7 separate regions of the Mus musculus genome follow, and all the other regions are linked to region 4. Evidence: chromatin contacts called from public Hi-C, HiChIP or PLAC-seq and promoter capture Hi-C data. All regions are on one chromosome and are shown on one strand. Each heading gives the region's core, a stretch centred on a gene start, on an enhancer-like site or on the middle of the called end of the contact. The rest is flanking DNA. Distances are from core to core; before and after follow the strand shown. Region 1 overlaps Nell2 (NEL-like 2). Region 2 has its middle 13 kb from the start of Gm31075. Region 3 overlaps Tmem117 (transmembrane protein 117). Region 4 holds the start of Nell2 (NEL-like 2). Region 5 overlaps LOC100043315 (a long non-coding RNA gene). Region 6 overlaps Gm31075 (a long non-coding RNA gene). Region 7 overlaps Tmem117 (transmembrane protein 117).

Region 1 (2,700 bases), core at 176-2,675, 290 kb after region 4:
TGCTCTCTGCTTCCTGACAGTGGAAACAATGTGCCCAACTCTCTCAGGCTCCAGCTCCTGAGTTTCCTGTCGCAGAGGACAATCATAAACCCAAATGAACCCTTTCCCCCTGGAGCCACTTCTGTCAGGGTATTGTATCAAGCCGCAGAAAAAGAAACAGCCACACTGAGGAGAGATAGGGAATCTTTTAAATTGAAGCATGTTAGGCATATAATTTATATCAGAATTCAACGTGGGTATGAACTATAGAATAGATAAATATTTACCATATTAAATAGACGTACTGTTCAAACAAAAAACCAACAAGTGAACTCTTAATTCAGGAAGTAAAAAGACAATGATGCATTGAAATAAAGCATGAGAAATGGAAGACGGCATAGTAAGGGAACCTGTCAGATATGCAGAAATGCCTCTCAAGGAAAACCCACAAACATAGAAAAGTTTTCCCTTTGGAAACATTGTTCTGGAAGCCGCGTCTACTAAGATTGATCAATAAAATCTGTAGCATTTCTTAGAAGACTGTACGATTCACTCCGAAGTCAGCACTATCTGGAGGAGTGCTTTAAAAGAGCCAACCTCCTAGGTTTAAGAAACAGACCAGACCAAGGGCCTCTCCTCCCATTGATGGCTGACCAGGCCATTCTCTGCTACATTTGCAACTAGCGACATAAGCTCTGGGGGGTACTGGTTAGTTCATATTGTTGTTCCTCCTATAAGTTTGCAGATCCCTTTAGATCCTTGAGTACTTTCTCTTGCTCCTTCATTGGGGGCCCTGTGTTCCATCCAATAGATGACTGTGAGCATCCACTTCTGTATTTGCCAGGCCCTGGCATAGCCTCACAATAGACAGCTATATCAAAGTCCTGTCAGCAAAATCTTGCTGGCATGTGCAATAGTGTCTGGGTTTGGTGGTTGTTTATGTGTTGGATCCCCAGGTGGGGCAGTCTCTGGATGGTCCTTCCTTCTGTCTCAGCTATGAACATATGCCTCAGTACAGAGGAATGCCAGGGCCAGGAAGTGGAAGTGGGTGGGTTGGGAAGCAAGGCGGCGGGAGGGTATAGGGGACTTTCAGATAGGAAACTAGGAATAGGGGATAGCATTTAAAATGTAAATGAATAAAATGTCTAATAAAAATTAACATTTAAAAAAGAAAGATTCCATTTAAAAGAAAAGAAGAGAAAAGAAACAGACCAGAAGTCCCTGCAGATGCCCGTTTCCTGCAATTAGAGTGATTTGCAGAATTGTAATATTAGTATATAGAGATATCCAGCTTTAAGAATATGGTTAGATCAGTGAAAGTGCCACTTTTCTATTGTTAAAAGGGGGGACACATTTCAAACTGGAGAAGCCAGAGCAGTGTGTTTGGTGGTGCTCCATCGCATATGTTCACGAGCTGCATAAATAGAAATGTAAATCCCTGGCAGTCCTTCCCGTCCATCCCAGCAGGTCAGACTGTCTTCCCAGATGACAGCTGGAATGCCACTTTCCTGCTCTGTGCCAGCATTTCTCCTATACCTGAAGTTTTGAGAAATGGGAACACAATCCAGTAGTGTTCCATAAAATTATATATTTAATGCTTATTTGCCCATAGTTTTGTCTTTTTTTTAACTTCTAAAGAATATCCAATTTGGTGGTTCGATTAAGCTTGAAGTATCATGTTCAAGCCAAATATCACACATTACTTATTTAATAAGAACACACAAACTAAGTGCACCTAGTTCAACCCACCACGTAAATATTGAACATATGGACAGCTGCACTGGTTACAGTGGTAGGTGTATCAGGAGAGAGGATGCTGTAAGCTCTCAACAGAAGAGTCCATGAAACAGGGTGGAAAGTGTTGGGAAAACTCTTGAACATAACATAAAAGATGTATCATGCAGAGGAGAAAGGGAGGGAGAGAGGGAGGAAGGGACAGAGGAAGAGAGAGAGAGAGACAGAGACTGAGACTCCTCCCCCTTCTGAATTAAGGGAACCTTCTTAGACTGCTTTGAATTTGTTCCAGGACTGTGTTAAGCACAGTGAAATTATTGATGTAAAAGGGGTGTGTGAGCCAAGGAAGTAACTTTCGGTGTCTGCTATGCAATCTGGATGTGAGTCTGATGCACTGTTTATGAAAGGATAAATAGTAAAAGCACATATCTGAACCAAGTCCACATCTTGGTCCAGTCCTATCTCGTTAGCTCCAGCCCTATGTATCCAACACTAGGCATCTTCATGCCGAAGCCCAGAGGAGATCCAACAACAGATCCCTAACAGAGTGTAGACTCAGCGTCCTCCCTGGCCCCTCTTCCATTCCCCAGTGATGTAGCATTCTTCTTTCAGTACAGCAGCAACCACATTTTCTAAGACTGGGACAGACTTGATCTGTCCTCTCCCTAGACGTAAAAACAGAAACCCATTCGCATTGGTCCTTTGGTACCTCTTGCTGTGCATTCCCTAGAGTAGCCTTGTGCTGAAGAGTCAAACCTGGGTCCTGACTGCCTGGTTTCCATCCAGACATCTTCACCATCTCGACAAGGGCCTCGGGAAAGTTTTACAACACTTCAGGCCTCAGTGTCCTGGTCTATAAACCTAGGGCTTCTTTGTCACGTCACCCACTGGCATGAGGACCAAATGAGCTCCCCGTGGAAAGAACTCAGGACCTCACACAACCACAGCCTCACAAGTCTGCATTCCTGAACCAGACAGCTCACCGGT
Region 2 (2,700 bases), core at 46-2,545, 310 kb after region 4:
CTGTGGGAAAGCCAGTGTGAGCTGAGTGAGGGAAATGTTCATGTCTAAGAATGTTGGCCTGGGAAATATTTATTGCGTATGTACATTTAAGTATCTTTATATTTCCTGGGTTTGCCACAAGTGCCTCTGTCCAGCTTTCTGCTCATCTTTAATTTAAAATATCATCGGAATATAAGCTGTCTCTCTTTTTGTCTGCCATGCTGCTCTGGCAAACAGGAAATTTAGTGTCCAAGAGTATAGACATTAAGCTGAAGGTTTTATATACTCTCCATTACATGTAACTGAGATCTCTATTGAAATCTCCTGAAACAATTTATTTTGCTTGCTTTTATGAGATTAACAAGTGTGTGTGTGTGTGTGTGTGTGTGTGTGTGTGTACTCGCGTGTGCGCGCGAGCGTGCGCAAGCTGTACATCTATGGCTATATTCAATTAGTTACTTATACATGTCAAATAAGGCTGGAGTACCATATCCTAAGTCATTTTTAGTCTGCTTAGGACTTGTGATGGTTCGTATATGCTTGCCCCAGGGAGTGGCACCATTAGAAGGTGGAGTAGGTGTGGCCCTGTGGATCTGGCCTTTAAGACCCTCAGCCTAGCTGCCTGGAAGTCAGTCTTCCACTAGCAGCCTTCAGACGAAGATGTAGAACTCTCAGCTCTTCCTGCACCATGCCTGCCTGGATGCTGCCATGCTCCCATCTTGATGATAATGGAGTGAACCTCTGAACCTGTAAACCAGCCCCATTGAAATGTTGTCCTTATGAGAGTTGCCTTGGTCATGGTGTCTGTTCACAGTAGTAAAAACTAAGGCAAGACTATAAGCATATCGGTGTCTGGCAGGCCCCACTTTCCATAGGTCACAAGATGAGTGAAAACTCACAATACCAAGAAGGGCAAGAGAACACGAGTGCCTTTTCAGGGATGTTAATTCAGCAAATCCGTTCGCAGTGATCACCTCCCTAGAGACTTATAAATAGCAGGCCCCAGGGAGGTTATTATTTTATCTGCAGAGCCCTGAAAGCAATAATTAACTGTTCCTTAAGAGCACCCTCCCTTTAAACCAAGACCGTTAATGCCTTGTTTCTCACTCTGTGATAATTGGAGAAGATGCCGTGGCTGAGCTCTTCCTGCATTCTGGGAATCTGAGAACAAAGTGGCATGCATTGAAACTGCCGGCCCCTGGCTCTTTAGCAGGAAGCATTGCTAGCAGATTCTATCAGCACAGTTCCCTTTCCCTAAGGTTGAACACAGTGCAGACCATTCAGAGGCAGCTACTTCACGAGTAACATATGTTGAATTGTATCCCTTTCCTCTCATTTTTAATGACTAGCATACCACCCTGGTGCTCCGCTTCCCACACTGGCAGAGAGTCATGGTTTGATTTGGTTTTATGCCAGCAGCACCCCCTTTCATCTTTCCAACCATCTGGACACCTAGGCTGTACCCCAAGATGAGAAACTGATTGCCTTTCCTAAATGAACAGTGCCTCAACACTCGAGAGCGGCAGTCAATACTATAGATCGTTGGAGAACAGAAATTACTCACTTGAACAAAGTTTAGGTTACACATGCTGAATAAAAGATGAGCTTTGGCTCACTAAGCATTACCTCATTTAGCCAAGCTCCCTGTTACGGATGAGTTAAGAGCTCCTCAGAAGGGCAGCAGAACCCAGGCACGGCAGTGGTCCCAGAGTCGTTGATCTAGTGCGTAAGTTTAGAAGCAACTATTGTTTTCAGAGCAAGACTTTGGTTTGGTTTTTCCAAGTGCAGAACACCCATTCCACAACAGTAAACTCATCTCCAAGAGATTCGAGTTGGAGGAATGCTTGTAGGCAGCAGGAGGCTGCCCTGCCTCTGTGTACACTCTGCCGGCTGTGTAGCTGGTCCCCTCTGTGGTGGGGAGGGGACCTTGTTTCATCCCGACCTTTCGGTATTGGTATGCTGTTTTCCATCTTTGAATTCGGTGTTTTCCAAGAAGGAGCGGATACTTCTGCAGAGTAAACATCCTTAAGAACAGACCTGTTGGGGAGCAACTGGGCTAAGATGGCTCTGGAGAGTTTCAGACAGGAGAATCTGAATAGCCATTGCTTGATTTCCTTCTATCTGCCAAGGGGAGAGCAACTCCCCCAAACCCTAGTGTTTGTGTTGAGTTTCGTCATTGTTCATAGATGCTTTGCATGACATTCCGAAATTAGTCTTTGTTCCAAATGACAGATACCAAAATATGTGATTCTCATATGTAAAATGTTTTGTTTAAAGCATGCTGTCTTACCTAAATAGCACACTTGTAGTATTCAGTGCTTTGGTAAACAGTAAGAAATAAGAGTACAACTCTGTACAAATTAGAAACAATACTTTATTTTTAAATAATTTTATATCTCCATAATGAAACTATAAGAATAAATATGGAGAAGTATGAAAACAGCAAAATTTTAATTTATTTTCAAGATAAGGGATCTTGGTTTACATATATCCTATGATGATGTGTGACCCTATGGAGAAAAATGTAAACCCACATCCACTGAGTCTCTTTTAGTGACTTTATGGCAGATACGGGTCTGGGCACTGTGGGGAGGAGCCTTAGTGGCCCATCTTCCCTGCAGCAATATAGAAAAGAGGGTGCACCCAGATCCACCATGAGCCAGGGAGACTGAACCATGGCATTCACTTCCTCTCTGCTCATCCAACACATGCCCTCATCAG
Region 3 (2,700 bases), core at 182-2,681, 500 kb after region 4:
GCACACACATAAATAAAAACACAATAAATTTTTCTATTCATACACTGTGGTATATACATTTTCCTACTTTTTTTTAACTTATAACTCATGTCTATTGTGAGGCCTTATGATGTGTTCATGCCTAACCCTACTAAGCATAAAATCCAGGTACAGTTTAAGTCTTTAGAACACTTAGAATTTTTCCTTTCTTGTTTTTCTTGTATTTGGATGGTGCTCCACAGCTGTGGTGTTCACAATCATTTCCACATAGGACCCTGAGACACACTAAATTTCCTGGAATCTGCAACGAGATAGAAGGTTTTCTGACTGAGGTAACCTTGTGCCTCTTACGGCCTCCCATTGCCCCTCGGTTGGCTCTGTGCCGTCTCTGGAAGCGAGTCCTCTGAGAACGGTAATTTGTGTTTAACCAAGATGTATTCACGCTCCAGGCTTCAGTGGGTCTAGGAACTCCTTATGTGCCTCACGCCAGTCTCATGAGCCATTGAGGAGCTATCTTGAAGGAATGTGAAGCTTTTTCTTATATTATCAATCTTCTGCTGACCTTATCTTATTATCTAAGCTAGTTAATGGTCTATTAGCTATCTGGTAATAATACCTTCTGCCTTAGAATCCTCCAAAAGTTTCAGAAAATTCTAGAGTTGAAATAGTAAACAACACACACACACACACACACACACACACACACACGCCTAAAATTTTTAACTACAGATCTCCTTTAATGTAACTTATGACATGAATATTAACATTTGCTGTATCTAGCTAGAATGTAGTGCTATAGCTGTACATCTGCTGACTGTAAGAGCTATTGACGTTCTCCTGGAGTCACGTGCTCACTGGCAGAATGCAATGCCTCCATAGAGCTTCACATTTTCAATAGGGTTAAGGATGTTTGTCATGTAGAAAGTCTTGATAGTTTTTATGAATTGAATGCAGCTCAATTTGAGCTGAGGCAGATCTGTGATACGTTTACTAAATGACAGTGATTGGAAAACTGGACAAACGACAGAGGCTCATTGTTCAAGAAGTTCACAGTCTGGTGGGTTAGACGCTGCTCTGGACCCTCCAAAGGAACTCGGCTGTAACTAATACAATTAATATAAACTCTCATGCTCTGTAGTGAAAGGAGAAGAAGGTTTTTAATCACCTTGAGGAACAGCTAAAGTGTTTGACCAAGCAGAGATACTAGTGGAACTGCATTTAGGTGACTCGGCTTCTGTTTAGAAACCACTTAACTGTCCCACTGTCCCACAGAGGAAACCACATTTGTAACCTGTCACAGAAGTTCAGGCCTAAGCTGGCTCTTTAGCTTGTTGTGTGTAATGTGTCAGGATGCATTTTCCTTAACGGACATTCCATGGCATCTTAATAGCCAGCTCTGGAAGTGTGGAGAAACAGCATTAAAACACCAGGGCCTCTGACGTTGGCTGTTGTGATGTTCTTGCCGACTGGGAATGGCAGCAGCAGAAGGCGTGGTTATCTCAAAGGCCGGACCCGTTGGGAAATAACCCTACGGGATTACTGCGGCAAGAAAAACTACAAGTCTAATTTCAAATTGCTGTGTAACAATAAGAAGAAAAAGTCTTCTTCTACACAGCACAGTGGAAAATTACCTATTAATGGGCACAATGAAATATAAATATAGCAGATGCTCAAACACATAGCGTGCTCATTATCCCAGTGCATACTGATTAACTATGCATATTCCTTTTTGTCATGCAAAAACATGTAGGCGCTTTAGTGAGCATTGTTAGCATTCTTAAGCAAGTGAAAACCAACGCGCCTTTCAGTTAACATACTGTTTAACACCAATCAAACTTTCAATGGAAGCATGAACGTCTTCTATTTCATCATCTTGGTGGAAATTATGCATTTGGATGCAGAGCACAAACTAGTTATTCCTTTGTATAATCCAAACAGCTTTAATTCTTTCCACTTAGTTATCTTCCTGAACACTGTGTTACTGCGGAGAGCTTTATGTCTGAATATACTATAAATTCACTCAAATTTCAATGATGTGGACTGTATGGCTGCAATAACCCCTCCAATTTTCAAGTGTTCATTAAATTTTCCTATTAATTTTCCATTAATTTTTTTGAGATGTTGAGTACCTTAGAAGAGGATATGGCCGGGTCTTGTTGCCCCAGTAGACTACAGCTGATAAATATGAAATACACAGATGTCTCATATGTTAGAACAGATCAATCTCTGGGTTTTTTTTTTAGGGATTGGTGTTGAATAGGTCATGGTAGTGGTCTGTGAGAGAGGATCATGGGAGAGAGAGTCTGGCTGCCAGAGATTCTGCCCTGATTGGGAAACTGGCAAATGACTCAGGCTAGAGGTAAGGTCAGTGGTACTGAGAGATGGAGATTCAGTTTTCCTTAAGGGGGAGGCGGCTCCTGGAGCATTTTCTCACGGAAGGCCACATACTCAACAGTAAATGAGCTGTCCCAACTGGACCTGATGGAAAAGACAAACAAAACAAAACAAAACAAAACAAAACAACAACAAAACAAAACAAAACAAAAAAACCAAAACAGAAAGTTGCATGAGTAAGGAAGAAGTCTGGGAGGAAAGGGCAGTGAATAGGACCATAGTACACTTTAAGAAATTCTCACCAGGCAGCGGTGTCACACGCCTTTAATCCCAGCACTTGGGAGGCAGAGGCAGGCAGATTTCTGAGTTCTAGGCCAGCCTGGTCTA
Region 4 (2,700 bases), core at 51-2,550:
AAATATACACGTCGTTGATGTTTAATTTATTTATTCAGTCTTCTAATAATCACAAATAATCCCACTCTTTTAGTCCTAAGAATGTATGAGGAGGGGGGGTGAGTAAAGTCTACATGAGTATGGTCAACAGTGAGTGGGCTTCTTAGTTTCCTGGGCTCAATCTTTTACTTAATAAAAATATACTTATCTTACTATGTATCTACAAACCTACTTATCAACCTATCTACCATCCTATCGTCCATCCTTCATCTATCCATTCATCTACCATCATCCATCCATCCATCCATCCATCCATCCATCCATCCATCCATCTATACATAGTCTTATCTGTATCATCTATTCATTCTAACACGTACTGACACTTGTTTTTCTCAGTGGGTAGAATCCCCTTGCCTTGCCCTTTGACCCTTGCTGCTGTGTAGTGTCCTGGACTTTGGATTTGGGAAGCACTCTAAGGTTTCTGGAGCTGTCCAGCAGCTCCTGGCACTTGGCTAAGTTCTGTGTGCTGTCTGCGCCTGGAGGCTCTCCAGCGCCCCGCCCTGGGCAGAAAGCCTCTCAGTCTGGGCTGGCCAGGCTTCCCCTGCTCACTACCCATCTCCTTCGGTCTCCCGCGCCTGTCCAGCTTCACCTAGGAGTCTTGCGTGCTTTGGCTGGGTTCCTTTTCCCGCCCGGGAGGGGGTGCCCTGCGCCGGGGCTGCCGTGCAGCGTGAGTGTCTAAGTGAGGGCTTCCCTCTTTTGCCCGAGGCGGCCGGGTGCCTTTCTTTGCAACCTCGCCTCCTGCGGCTGGGTGGTCCTTTCTCTCGCCGGGCTTTGGAGACACGCGCCCGATTTCGAGGGGGTGAGTGCAAACGCCGCCCATCAACTTGGCACCTGGCATTGAGATCCTAGGATCCCGAGCGGAGGCTGCGGTTGCGGGCTTGCGAGGGTGGTTGAGGACCTCTGCGGGCAGGGCTGGCTGGACCAGGCGCTGCGTGTGCAGGGGGAAAAAGAGGCCGCCCCGCCCGCGCCCCGGCTCGCGCCCCGCCCTCCCGGAGCGGTCTCGGCGGCTCCAGGCTCTCGCCATTGTCTCCGCCTTTCCAACAGGTTCGGGCGCGGGAGCGCGGGCGGGTGCGGGGCGGCCCGGCCCGGCTTTCCCGAAGCCGCCTCCCTTCCTCTGCGTGCGCGCCCGGGCCGCGTGGCTCGGCGGGGCGCTGCTCGGTGCAGGTCCCCGCAGGTCCCCGAGAGCCTGACCCGGCTGCGGCCCGCCGCGTGCGGGAGCGATGCGCGCAGAGGCGGCTCCAAGTTCGGCGCGCACCCGGGGGGGGCCGCCCCGCTCGGTCTTAGGTGTCTGAGCCCGGGTGGCGACGCCGAGGCGGTCGCAGGAGGGGCCAGCGCGGCTTTCCCGCTTCACTCCCAGCACCTCTTGGTTTTTATCTTTATTTTTAAAGAGGGAGACGATGGACTGAGACGATGCACGCCATGGAATCCCGGGTGTTACTGAGAACGTTCTGCGTGATCCTCGGGCTTGGAGCGGGTGAGTGGCCGCCGAGCAGGGCCGGGATGTTCCCCGCCATGGGGTCGCCGCCCGGTGTCCCTCTGGATTGGGGAGCTCTGGAGGATTTGCATTTGGGTCCTTTCTGTGCTTGTCCTGGGGACAGCGAGGCGGGTCACACCCTTAGGGTCTGTGGCTGAGGGGGAACTTTGCACAGAGAGGGGCTTAAAGTAGGTCAGGAGATGGGACCCAGCGCTCTGCTATTTTAAGCTTGACAGCGCGTCCAGGTAAGGCTCTCCCTGTGGAGGAGCGAGTTGCCTCTTGTCAGCACTTCCAATATCGTCGCCAAGACGCGTGCTTTCTTTGCTGCTGTAGAAGCTTGCGTTTTAATGGCCCCCTTTCTTTCTTTCTTTCCTACCCTTCCCCACTCCCACCAGTTTGGGGGCTTGGTGTGGACCCCTCCCTACAGATTGACGTCTTAACAGAGTTAGAACTTGGGGAGTCTACAGATGGAGTGCGCCAAGTCCCGGGACTGCATAATGGGACGAAAGCCTTCCTCTTCCAAGGTATGGCCCAGTGTGGAGCCCCATGTGTGTTGCGGGGAGCTGGCTCTGCGGCTTCTGGTAACTTGGCTTGGCGCTGCACGCTGCACGGAGCGGGCGGAGAGTCCCAGCTGGGGCGAGGGGGTCTCTGTGAGCTCAGGGTCTGACTCTTTTTAAGTGGGTTCTTTCTCCTCCCCTCCTCCCCCTCGCACTCCTTTTCCTCCTCCTTACTTGGTGCACTTGGTGGTTCTAATGGATAGTGCCTTAATTACCGACTAGAAACTCCAGAGGCAGATGGGTGATTTGGGCGTCTAGGGAACAATAAATTGTAACACAAACGCCTCATTTGGGTGGAATGGATTTGGGAAGGAAACAAGATAGCTCAATCTTGGTTAAAATACTGACCTCCCAAAGTTTCGGCGCTGTGGTGCCTGACCAGAGGAATTCCTTTATGGTATTTTTACTGCACATGTCTGTACTTGAAGCACGGTTACCATGGAGCGCTCCCCATTCTCCCGTGCCGATCAGCGGCGAGGGGAAGGCAATGCTACTGCTACGATTATTTTGAAATCATTTCAAGGGGACGTTCACAGAAGCATAGCCCTATATCACCATAATTGTACGTGTAGAATTTTAAAACTTTTTTTTCTTTTTGAACTCAGTGGATATTGGCTATTCATTACTGTC
Region 5 (2,700 bases), core at 189-2,688, 390 kb after region 4:
CTCCTGGAGAGACCATTACAGACAAATCCAGAGGTGTTCCTCATTAATGCCTGGGTGTTAATCATCAGAATTATCAGATGTGTGTGATGTCAACGGTTTGCATTTTAAAACATCTAATTTTTAATATCCACTTATTCAGAAAGATTGGCTCGTATGCTAAGCTGATGGAAGTTGGCGAGCTCATGATCACCACTAGGCAGTCCAGAGACTCAAGGAGCTGATTGTGCAGGTCTTGTCTGAGCTACAGCTCAAAGACAGACAGACAGGAGGAGCCAGCAGTTTCTTCTGTTCTGCCCATCGTAATCAGCTCTTGAATTCCATTTGGACCTTCAACAGATTGCATGAGATGCCCACCCACATTGGGATGGGCGATCTGCTTTATTCAGACTGTTGGTGTAAAATGTTAATCCTGCCAAAGACACCTTCAGAGAAACACTTAAAATAGTTGTTGACTGAATGTTTGGCTTAATAAACAGACATAAAATTAACCATCACAGCAACAAACCTGCTGAGAAAATTAAGATAGAAACTGGCTACAAGAGACCCACCAATGGGATTCCCACAGCCCTTTGTCGTCTGACACAGGCTGGGAGCAAGTGGGAATTCATTATTGTATCCAGCAGCTCCTTGTTTCTTTATATGTAAGGCTTGTCACATAACAGCATGCTCGGCCTGGGGGACGCAATGGAGAGCTGAACGGCTCTTATCCTGTGGCCATTTTCCCTGCTGTAGAGATGCCGTAATCAGTGGCTTGCAGACACAGAATCTGACACACTGTACTTGGCAATGGTGACAGAAAAGTACAAAAGAGCCACAGCCTGGGAGCCGAGTAGCAGTTACAGAAGGTCTCCTTGACCGAGTGGGGCATCAGCTGAGGCTTCAGGGAAAGGGGGGTGGGGGGGCAAAATACAGGAGAGAAGAAAGGAAGCTGGCATTTGCTCAGCAGGCATGTTTTTTGGCAATTGGACTAATTCTCTGAGGTGACCAGAAAAAAAAAATCTAACCTCGTGAATCTTGTAGTCCACTGAGGGGCAGAGGTGAGGTGGAGACACATACACATGATAAGCTGCATTATGACTGGGTACTGAAAATGTTGACCAGGGTGAGCTTCCTCGGGAACATGGGAAGATGAGGGTCATGTTGCTAGTCCCCAAGGCGGTGGCATTTGAACAAGGACTTAAAAAAATAAAATAAAATAAGAGAGCTGACTGCGTGGACATTTGGAGGATGGCATTCAAGAAAAAGAAATGTAAACGAATGGCCTATGGCTAGTCCGAACATGGAGCTGGGGGACAGGAGCAGCACATTGTGAGGCATGTGGGCAAAAGCACGGACAATGACGCCATCATAGCGCAGCACGGGACAGCGCAGCACTGGGCAGCACAGCACCGCAGCATGGAGCAGGACGTCACGGAGCAGTGTAGCACGGGGCAGTGTAGCAACACACTGGACAGCATGACATGGGCAGTGCAACACAGGGCAGCACAGCTCGGGGCAGCACAGCATAGGACAGTGTAGCATGGGATAGCGCAGCACAGGGTAGTACACGAAGCAGGGCAGCATCACAGTGTAGCTCTGGGCAGTGCAGCTCAGGGCAGTGTAGCACAGGACAGGACAGCACGGGACAGTGCAGCACGGGGCAGCGCAGCATAACAGTGCAGCTTGGTACAGTGTAGCACGGAGGATGAACACACTATAGGAGAATGTATGTCGTCACCACAGCCCGTGCCTGCCATGCTGACTATCTCAAAGGCTATACAAGACTACTCAGAGTAACTATCACAAGATCATTCCTGCAGCCTGCATCCTGGCTCTGTTCACTATGAACATTGTGGTACTAGTAGTTATTTAATCTTCCCACGAATGTGAAAAACGGTGGTTCTAGTACTAGATTACATTGTTGCTATGACAACTGATTTAATGAGTGTGGGTGGGGTGCTTATGAGTAGATGTATTAGCTTGAGTCTTTATTCTCAGCATTTCTGTGGGGACCTGGGAGACATGGACAGAATTCCCCCAAAGCTTACAGGCCAGCTAGCTTGGGGCCAGTTGGCTTGAACTGTGTTGTAGGGAATAGTAAATATCCTACTTCAGATCTAGGTTGGAGGGGAGAACTTCTACATGAGAGGAATAACATGGGTACTCCTGCGCACGCACGCGCACACGCACACACACTGTATCAAGATGGAAACATTCCATCCGGTAGGGAAGTTCCTTAGGCAGGAAGGTAAACAACTCATAAGTCCATGTTAACCCACCTGCTTCCCTAGGTCCCTCCCCGCTAGAGTAAGAGAGAAAAGCTGAGAGTCCCTCTCAGAGGCGTGAAACTGAGCTTCCAAGAAGCCTCTTAGTCTCTTAGGGCCTGAAAAGAAGACTCTGAGACCAGATAGGCTGCCTGGACGAGGCTGAGCCCACTTGGAAAGGACACCTTTCTACCTGCTGAGCTGCCTGCAGGCAGTGTCCTCCAGGTTCCCAGCTTTGTGAGCTGTCACTCATGCTGGGGAGGACTTTGGTGATGTGGCTGTCTTTGTGTCATTTCTGCTCCTGGGAGTAACCCTTCACCCATATTCCTGTAAGTAACCCCAATTAAACTCATTGGTTCACCACGTTGGACTTTGGTGGTATCTGTACTTCGGTCTATCATGGCTTCCCTATTTGGGATGAATAGATGGGTATGTTGCATCTCTCTGGGAAGTTTTG
Region 6 (2,700 bases), core at 194-2,693, 330 kb after region 4:
ACTCATTTTCATTCATGTCTTCTGCCTTATTTATTTCTCCAGGTGTCTTAATGATACCTTTCTGATTTTCCCCATGTTTCTGCTCAAATTTTACTGTAGAAATTGTGCCAACTCTGATGGCCTTTGTTCATCCTATCCTTCATTCTCTAACATTTTCAAGTCTATTTCCCTTAATTCTTTCTTTACAACATTGACCATCCCTGAACATAATTATCATTTTATTGCTTATTGCCAGATTTCAGCTAGAAGTTAACTCCCCTGATGCCAGCATCATTATTTCCCTCACTGATGCATCCCCAGAACATGCCACACAGGATAGTTTCGCTTCACTTTTGTCAAAGGATATACACATATATACACATGTACTCATGCAAAAAAAAACACACAGAGGCAAATATACACATATGTACCTCAAATATAAACACATATTTTTACATATAAGCACATTTGAATACATATAAGTGTGCATGCACATACATACATGTTCATGGACAGGAGTACACATAAAATGAGCATGTATACATACATGCAAATATACATGTACACACAGTTAAATATGGACACACAGTCATATGTATCACACATATATGTGAACAAGGCAAAAACATATACACCCATCAATTCACTGATGGAGGTGCTCTCACACAAAAGCACACACACACATATATAAACATATGTAGGCACACATATGAATAAACACTCTAGCACATGTACATATGCCATCATGTAAATACCATGAAGGTGCAAAGAGTGTATAGCATATACATACACACAATGCCCACAAATGTACATGTGCATACATATGCACAATTGAATGTGAATATGCCCACACATGAATGTATAAGTATACATATGCAATACAGCATATACCCAGACACATGCATTTGTATGTACATACATACACTCACAGGCATACACATACAAAGTTGCATATACCACATTGAGCATATATGTGTGCACAGAAGCATGTTTGGGTACATATAAATACACACAGGCATGAATACACTTACCCACATGTACACACTTACAATGCCCACATGCATATCCACACACACACATACATACATGCATTCACCAGAATACATACTTTAAAAACAAAGCTGCCTTGTTAATTAAACTGGGTTATTAATCCCTTCTTCTCTGGGTAAACACACAGACAGGTAATGAGAGTGTTGCTGGACTCTTCTGATTTCTGTTTTCCATCCCTATTCTTCCTGGGCAGATAGAGACGATGGAATGCTGGAGTAAGTGGGTCTGACTGTGTTAGCCTGGCTCAGAAAAGTGATCAATGGATAGAGTAATTCTGCTTCATGCCTTTCTGAATTCTTCCTCTTTGTGCTTTGGTTTCTGCCTCGTCATTTTCAGGAGACACTTCAGGGCACTGTGTAAGACTCTGCAGCTTGTCTTAACTTTTTATCCCACTGGGTTGGATCAGCGTGGCGGGTTTGGGAAGACAGCCAGAGCTCCGTGTTTGCATTTGCTCCAAAGAGATGCCCACTTACTGCAGGCTTGCTCAGTAGAGAATGCAAATGCCACACCTCACAGCATTGAGCCAACTCACTCCCCCAGAGCGGCCTCCCCAGAACCCCTGTGCTTGTCACGTTTTCATCTTCCATGTCTTTGTGTGGTTAAATCATAACTTCAAGTCAATCTAAACCATTCTTATATGCAAGGGTGGAAATGCATGTGATGTTCCGACTCGCAGAACCCACAGAGGAATGCTACTGTTGCTTTGCAGCAATGCTAGCTCTGAACATGAAATGAAGTAAAACCCTGAGTTTTTCTCGCCCTGCATTTAAATCAGTGCCTTTGAATTCTTTATGAAAACATGCTGTAGTTATTTTTAACTCTTTGGCATGCTTTACATTTTCTATCTCATCTTTTTTTTCTCTTCCACCATTCTTTTCTGTTGTACTCAAGTTGGTCTCCTACTCATTTATAGGTTGGATTTCCCCAGTCTTCATGTTGCTTGAAGGGAGAGGGAAGACAATTCTCTCTCTCTCTCTCTCTCTCTCTCTCTCTCTCTCTCTCTCTCTCTCCCTCTCTCTCTCTCTCTGAATCTGTGTGTGTGTATGTATTCTCTGTGTGTCTGTGACTTTCTTTCCGTGTGTCTCTTTGTCTCTCTGCCTACGCTTGTGTGTGTGTATCATTCTCTGTGTGTCTATGTGTCTGTTTCTCTCTCTTTCTCTGTATCCGCAACTTCCTCTGTGTGTGTCTCTTTGTCTCTCTGTCTATGTATGTGTGTATCATCCTCTGTCTCTGTCTCTCTGCCTCTCTTCCTGTCTATCTCTCCGTGTGTGTGTGTGTGTGTGTGTGTGTGTGTGTGTACAAATCTCATAACTTTCAATCAGACTCACAAGGAAGCAGATGGCTGATTTACAGTGCACAGTCTTAAAGCCTGGTTTAAGGCAGTACATAGCATTTTTGAAGCCTGGATGCCAGCTTGCTATACAGTGAGAAACAAAGGCAAAAACAAAAAAAATCTAAGCTGCTACCATACTGATCGCCCAGATGTCAAAGCCCGCTCAGGCTGAAGCGGCAGTGAGGAGCGCGGATGCAGCCTTACCGGACAGCACTTCCGCTTCCAGCAGCTGCTCCTGGTCAGTAGGGCTTTCTGCCTGTGGCACCAGTAGCTGCTCCTTCTGGAACACCTCCCATGAACTCAGTGCTCCCTTGCTTACAGCCTTGAGTGATGGCATC
Region 7 (2,700 bases), core at 114-2,613, 480 kb after region 4:
TTTGTGGGGAGGTCACCATCGGGGTCCCAGATGGAGAGTCACTTTGAGGGAGTGACCAGGAGGACACAGGAAGAGCAGGAGCAGCCAGGGCAAGACTAAGATGATAGGTAACAGAGCACATGGCTGGAAAGTAATCAAGTTGGGTTAGAATACATGATTATCTGCCCAGCTATAGTGCAAGAAGCATTTTAATAAACACAATACATCTCCATGTCATTATTTGGGAACAAGGAAAACAGAAAAGCATCAACTAACATCAGAGTGTAACGGAGACATAGACATAAATAACAACAAATGACCGTAAACATAGGAGCATCATTACTGCACCCAAGAATGAAAAAGACAAGGATAAGAAAGAAACTGAGACAACTTAAGATCACCAAAGGCTTCCTAGACGAGGTGATTTTGCTAATTGAAGAGTTAGTGGGGGAGCACAGAAACAACGAGGGTGGGACAGACCTGTGCAAGGGCAGTGGGACACTCAAGTGGTTGACTGTGTGGGAGACCCATGGTGGAAGGAATTAATGAGTGGGAATTAATCTTAGTGTTTACAAGATTGTAAAATATTTCATATTCCACGGTGCCAACAGTGGCTCTGCTGCCCCTCCGTGGCCTGATTCCTCTTATCAAGGTGACCATAAGAGAATGTAGGTGGAGTTGTGACTAGGGCAAAGATAGTCTTCCCTTAAAGAGTTGTTCCAGAAGCCTAGACAATGGTGAGGGGTCCTGAGGGATGAGCCTGCAGTTAGCACATTGGACAGGAGTGCCAAAGGTTAGTGCCACAAAAAAGCCACAAGCCTTTCTTTACTCTGGAGATGGGGTGGCTGGTCATATGAGCAATGACGTCATCCAACACAAAAGGAGATGCTAAGGTAACGGAAGGAGTTTTTGTGTATCGTGTGGGAGACTCCCGTTCATATGGAGATGTCTGACACAGCAGAGACTGTGGAAGGGGTCAGAGCCGGAGAACAACTGAAAAAGATCAAGGTGAAATAAGTAGAAGAAAATAGTTCAGAAGTCACTGACTATCTAAGGAGGAAGCACTAGGGCCAACCTTACTCTGCCAATGCTGTCTTTCCAGCCAGAGGTGCTATTGACACCATGGGCTTAAGCACCAGAAAAAGGCAAACAGAGAAGGGTCAACGGGACCTAGGTCAGGCACCTTTTGCTCCTCTGTAACTGAGCATGTGTGCCAATATTGTTGTTTGACAAAGGACAACTTTTAAAACCGACCAAAGAAGACAATGCCTGTGAATTTGCATGGGAAGTGGCAGAAAGCCAGCGAGCCACCACAGCCCTGCAGAGACTGCCCAGTCTGTGCCAGATCTGCTGAGTTTTTACCTCCAGCTAGATGAGGTACAGATGCTTCCTAGTGCTCTCTAGGTCAGCGGCTGCCTGCTGCATTCACCACTCCTGATCTATGTACCGCCTCCTGGTGCTATGGCTAAGCCACAGAGCACCTTGGTCCAATTATTCTGGGAAAGGATTCCTTTAGGTTTTTATCATTGACATTTTCCCGAAGAATCAAGCCTATATTTTCAGGGCTGGCAGAATGAACCGTGTAACGTTTGTGGTTTGGCTTTTTCTACATGCAAACCCTTGAGTGTATTTTAAACTTCTCTAGATGAATTGTTTTACCAAAGACTTATTAGTTTAAAAAACAAATGGACCTCCAGCCGGCCAGTACCATGCGGGAGCGTCTGTCCACACCAACTCCAGGGAAACACAGTCCAGGGATGCTGTGGAACGCCACATCTTTTCAGAGCACCCCCAGGTCATTGCTTGTGTACCCGCCATTGAGCGTTGGCTCAATGGGAACTAAACCCACACCCAACATTTCTATTTTGAGGGACACGGACAGACAAATTAACAAAGCCACTATCCACATGAGTAAATTCCAACAGAAGTTTGATCAGTCTAAAGCAGTAATCACCAGAAGATAGATAGATTTCGAAATAAAATATACAACCAGATGGAGATGGGGTGCAGAAAACTCATTTTTCAAATTCTTGTGCGTCATTTAGCTTTCATACCAAGCATGAAAGTTTAGTTACCACAGCCTTTGGCAATAATAGTAAAAACACTGCACCATGAATCTATTTACTTTGGGTCTGCTGACTTTATTAGTTTTAATACTAATAAAAGCTATATATTACGAGTATGCTTATCAGATTAATTCTAACTGACTGCCCTTCCCAGAGATTACGGTTCTGCATACAATTATTAAGAGAAATGAGAAGACATAAAACTCCCCACGAAGACTGATTATTTCTACAGCTTACCACTACTGAAATTGTTTCCCCAATCAAAAGCACGTTGCTTTCGTTCTGCAAAGTGCTTCTTTTACAACTTCAAGTTACCACGCATGTATGTCTGACTTAATGAAGAAGCTAAAGTGAAAAAGGCAAAAAGTGAATATAAATGAAAAAGAAGATGAATGTGTTCTCAGCCTCCTGCCTGACCCCAGTGCAGAGGGGGCTGCGTGGAGGGCAACTGCCGGGAAACGCAATTTTAGCTATTTTATGCCGAGGCCATATATCTCTGGGTGCCAAGCTGTGTGAAGAATGGATCCTGCTGCAGAAGTACAGCTTTGCTTCCCATAGATAACTCAGCATGAGTTATCAAAAATACTCGAAACTGTAGTCTAATCGTTATAACTCACTTGGATTTTTGACAAATGCAGTAGTGTGGGTTCCCACT

The links. Promoter capture Hi-C pulls out the DNA fragments that hold promoters and counts their contacts. A called contact is a pair of places that touch in the nucleus more often than the background predicts. HiChIP or PLAC-seq counts read pairs in DNA pulled down with a chosen protein or histone mark.
Region 1: a contact with region 4 is called in a Hi-C map of cerebellar granule neurons, with 1.7 times the contacts expected there. The contact joins the enhancer-like site here to the promoter of Nell2 in region 4. A contact is called at or near these places in 5 of 39 promoter capture datasets (embryonic stem cells, hippocampal neurons, liver and 2 more), 1 of 484 Hi-C or Micro-C datasets (cerebellar granule neurons), 8 of 115 datasets of contacts at active chromatin or transcription factors (embryonic basal ganglia, embryonic forebrain, embryonic hindbrain and 3 more) and 2 of 9 other capture datasets (adipose tissue and embryonic stem cells).
Region 2: an H3K4me3 HiChIP or PLAC-seq map of embryonic forebrain shows a contact between it and region 4, with 6 times the contacts expected there. The contact joins the enhancer-like site here to the promoter of Nell2 in region 4. A contact is called at or near these places in 5 of 39 promoter capture datasets (cranial neural crest, hippocampal neurons, liver and 2 more), 2 of 484 Hi-C or Micro-C datasets (cerebral cortex and embryonic stem cells), 8 of 115 datasets of contacts at active chromatin or transcription factors (astrocytes, embryonic basal ganglia, embryonic forebrain and 5 more) and 1 of 9 other capture datasets (embryonic stem cells).
Region 3: a contact with region 4 is called in an H3K4me3 HiChIP or PLAC-seq map of embryonic basal ganglia, with 3 times the contacts expected there. The contact joins the enhancer-like site here to the promoter of Nell2 in region 4. A contact is called at or near these places in 5 of 39 promoter capture datasets (cranial neural crest, embryonic stem cells, frontonasal cranial neural crest and 1 more), 5 of 115 datasets of contacts at active chromatin or transcription factors (embryonic basal ganglia, embryonic forebrain, forebrain and 2 more) and 2 of 9 other capture datasets (adipose tissue and embryonic stem cells).
Region 5: a contact with region 4 is called in a promoter capture Hi-C map of hippocampal neurons, with 4 times the contacts expected there. The contact joins the enhancer-like site here to the promoter of Nell2 in region 4. A contact is called at or near these places in 5 of 39 promoter capture datasets (cranial neural crest, hippocampal neurons, liver and 2 more), 1 of 484 Hi-C or Micro-C datasets (nephron progenitors), 5 of 115 datasets of contacts at active chromatin or transcription factors (astrocytes, embryonic forebrain, embryonic hindbrain and 2 more) and 1 of 9 other capture datasets (embryonic stem cells).
Region 6: an H3K4me3 HiChIP or PLAC-seq map of forebrain shows a contact between it and region 4, with 3 times the contacts expected there. The contact joins the enhancer-like site here to the promoter of Nell2 in region 4. A contact is called at or near these places in 4 of 39 promoter capture datasets (cranial neural crest, liver and stem cell-derived epiblast-like cells), 2 of 484 Hi-C or Micro-C datasets (cortical neurons and embryonic stem cells), 8 of 115 datasets of contacts at active chromatin or transcription factors (astrocytes, embryonic basal ganglia, embryonic forebrain and 5 more) and 2 of 9 other capture datasets (adipose tissue and embryonic stem cells).
Region 7: an H3K4me3 HiChIP or PLAC-seq map of neural tube shows a contact between it and region 4, with 11 times the contacts expected there. The contact joins the enhancer-like site here to the promoter of Nell2 in region 4. A contact is called at or near these places in 4 of 39 promoter capture datasets (cranial neural crest, embryonic stem cells, frontonasal cranial neural crest and 1 more), 2 of 484 Hi-C or Micro-C datasets (cerebellar granule neurons and cerebellum), 5 of 115 datasets of contacts at active chromatin or transcription factors (embryonic basal ganglia, embryonic hindbrain, embryonic midbrain and 2 more) and 3 of 9 other capture datasets (adipose tissue, embryonic stem cells and pancreatic islet).

Annotation. Positions count from the first base shown.
Region 1 is chr15:95,235,441-95,238,140 of GRCm38.p6, reverse strand. All of the region lies in intron 16 of Nell2 (NEL-like 2), which reads left to right. Among named protein-coding and RNA genes, the nearest start is that of Gm31075, 33 kb to the right of the region's middle. Within about 2 kb of position 1,425, at least 1 of the 459 cell types and tissues checked has an H3K27ac peak or open chromatin away from gene starts, as enhancers often do. A contact at or near this core is called in cerebellar granule neurons, where this site is marked.
Region 2 is chr15:95,215,751-95,218,450 of GRCm38.p6, reverse strand. No RefSeq gene overlaps it. Among named protein-coding and RNA genes, the nearest start is that of Gm31075, 13 kb to the right of the region's middle. Within about 2 kb of position 1,295, at least 18 of the 459 cell types and tissues checked have an H3K27ac peak or open chromatin away from gene starts, as enhancers often do. A contact at or near this core is called in embryonic forebrain, where this site is marked.
Region 3 is chr15:95,028,047-95,030,746 of GRCm38.p6, reverse strand. The region is part of intron 6 of Tmem117 (transmembrane protein 117); the gene reads right to left. The region is part of intron 1 of Gm30953 (a long non-coding RNA gene); the gene reads left to right. Among named protein-coding and RNA genes, the nearest start is that of Gm30953, 10 kb to the left of the region's middle. Within about 2 kb of position 1,431, at least 10 of the 459 cell types and tissues checked have an H3K27ac peak or open chromatin away from gene starts, as enhancers often do. A contact at or near this core is called in embryonic basal ganglia, where this site is marked.
Region 4 is chr15:95,526,614-95,529,313 of GRCm38.p6, reverse strand. It overlaps Nell2 (NEL-like 2), which reads left to right and starts at 1,300. Exons shown (of 20, transcript NM_001356951.1): 1 at 1,300-1,513; 2 at 1,909-2,037. The coding sequence starts at 1,450.
Region 5 is chr15:95,135,264-95,137,963 of GRCm38.p6, reverse strand. All of the region lies in intron 2 of LOC100043315 (a long non-coding RNA gene), which reads left to right. Among named protein-coding and RNA genes, the nearest start is that of Gm30810, 57 kb to the right of the region's middle. Within about 2 kb of position 1,438, at least 29 of the 459 cell types and tissues checked have an H3K27ac peak or open chromatin away from gene starts, as enhancers often do. A contact at or near this core is called in forebrain and hippocampal neurons, where this site is marked.
Region 6 is chr15:95,192,899-95,195,598 of GRCm38.p6, reverse strand. All of the region lies in intron 1 of Gm31075 (a long non-coding RNA gene), which reads left to right. Among named protein-coding and RNA genes, the nearest start is that of Gm31075, 9.5 kb to the left of the region's middle. Within about 2 kb of position 1,443, at least 12 of the 459 cell types and tissues checked have an H3K27ac peak or open chromatin away from gene starts, as enhancers often do. A contact at or near this core is called in cortical neurons and forebrain, where this site is marked.
Region 7 is chr15:95,047,979-95,050,678 of GRCm38.p6, reverse strand. The region is part of intron 6 of Tmem117 (transmembrane protein 117); the gene reads right to left. Among named protein-coding and RNA genes, the nearest start is that of Gm30953, 9.6 kb to the right of the region's middle. Within about 2 kb of position 1,363, at least 4 of the 459 cell types and tissues checked have an H3K27ac peak or open chromatin away from gene starts, as enhancers often do. A contact at or near this core is called in cerebellar granule neurons, cerebellum and neural tube, where this site is marked.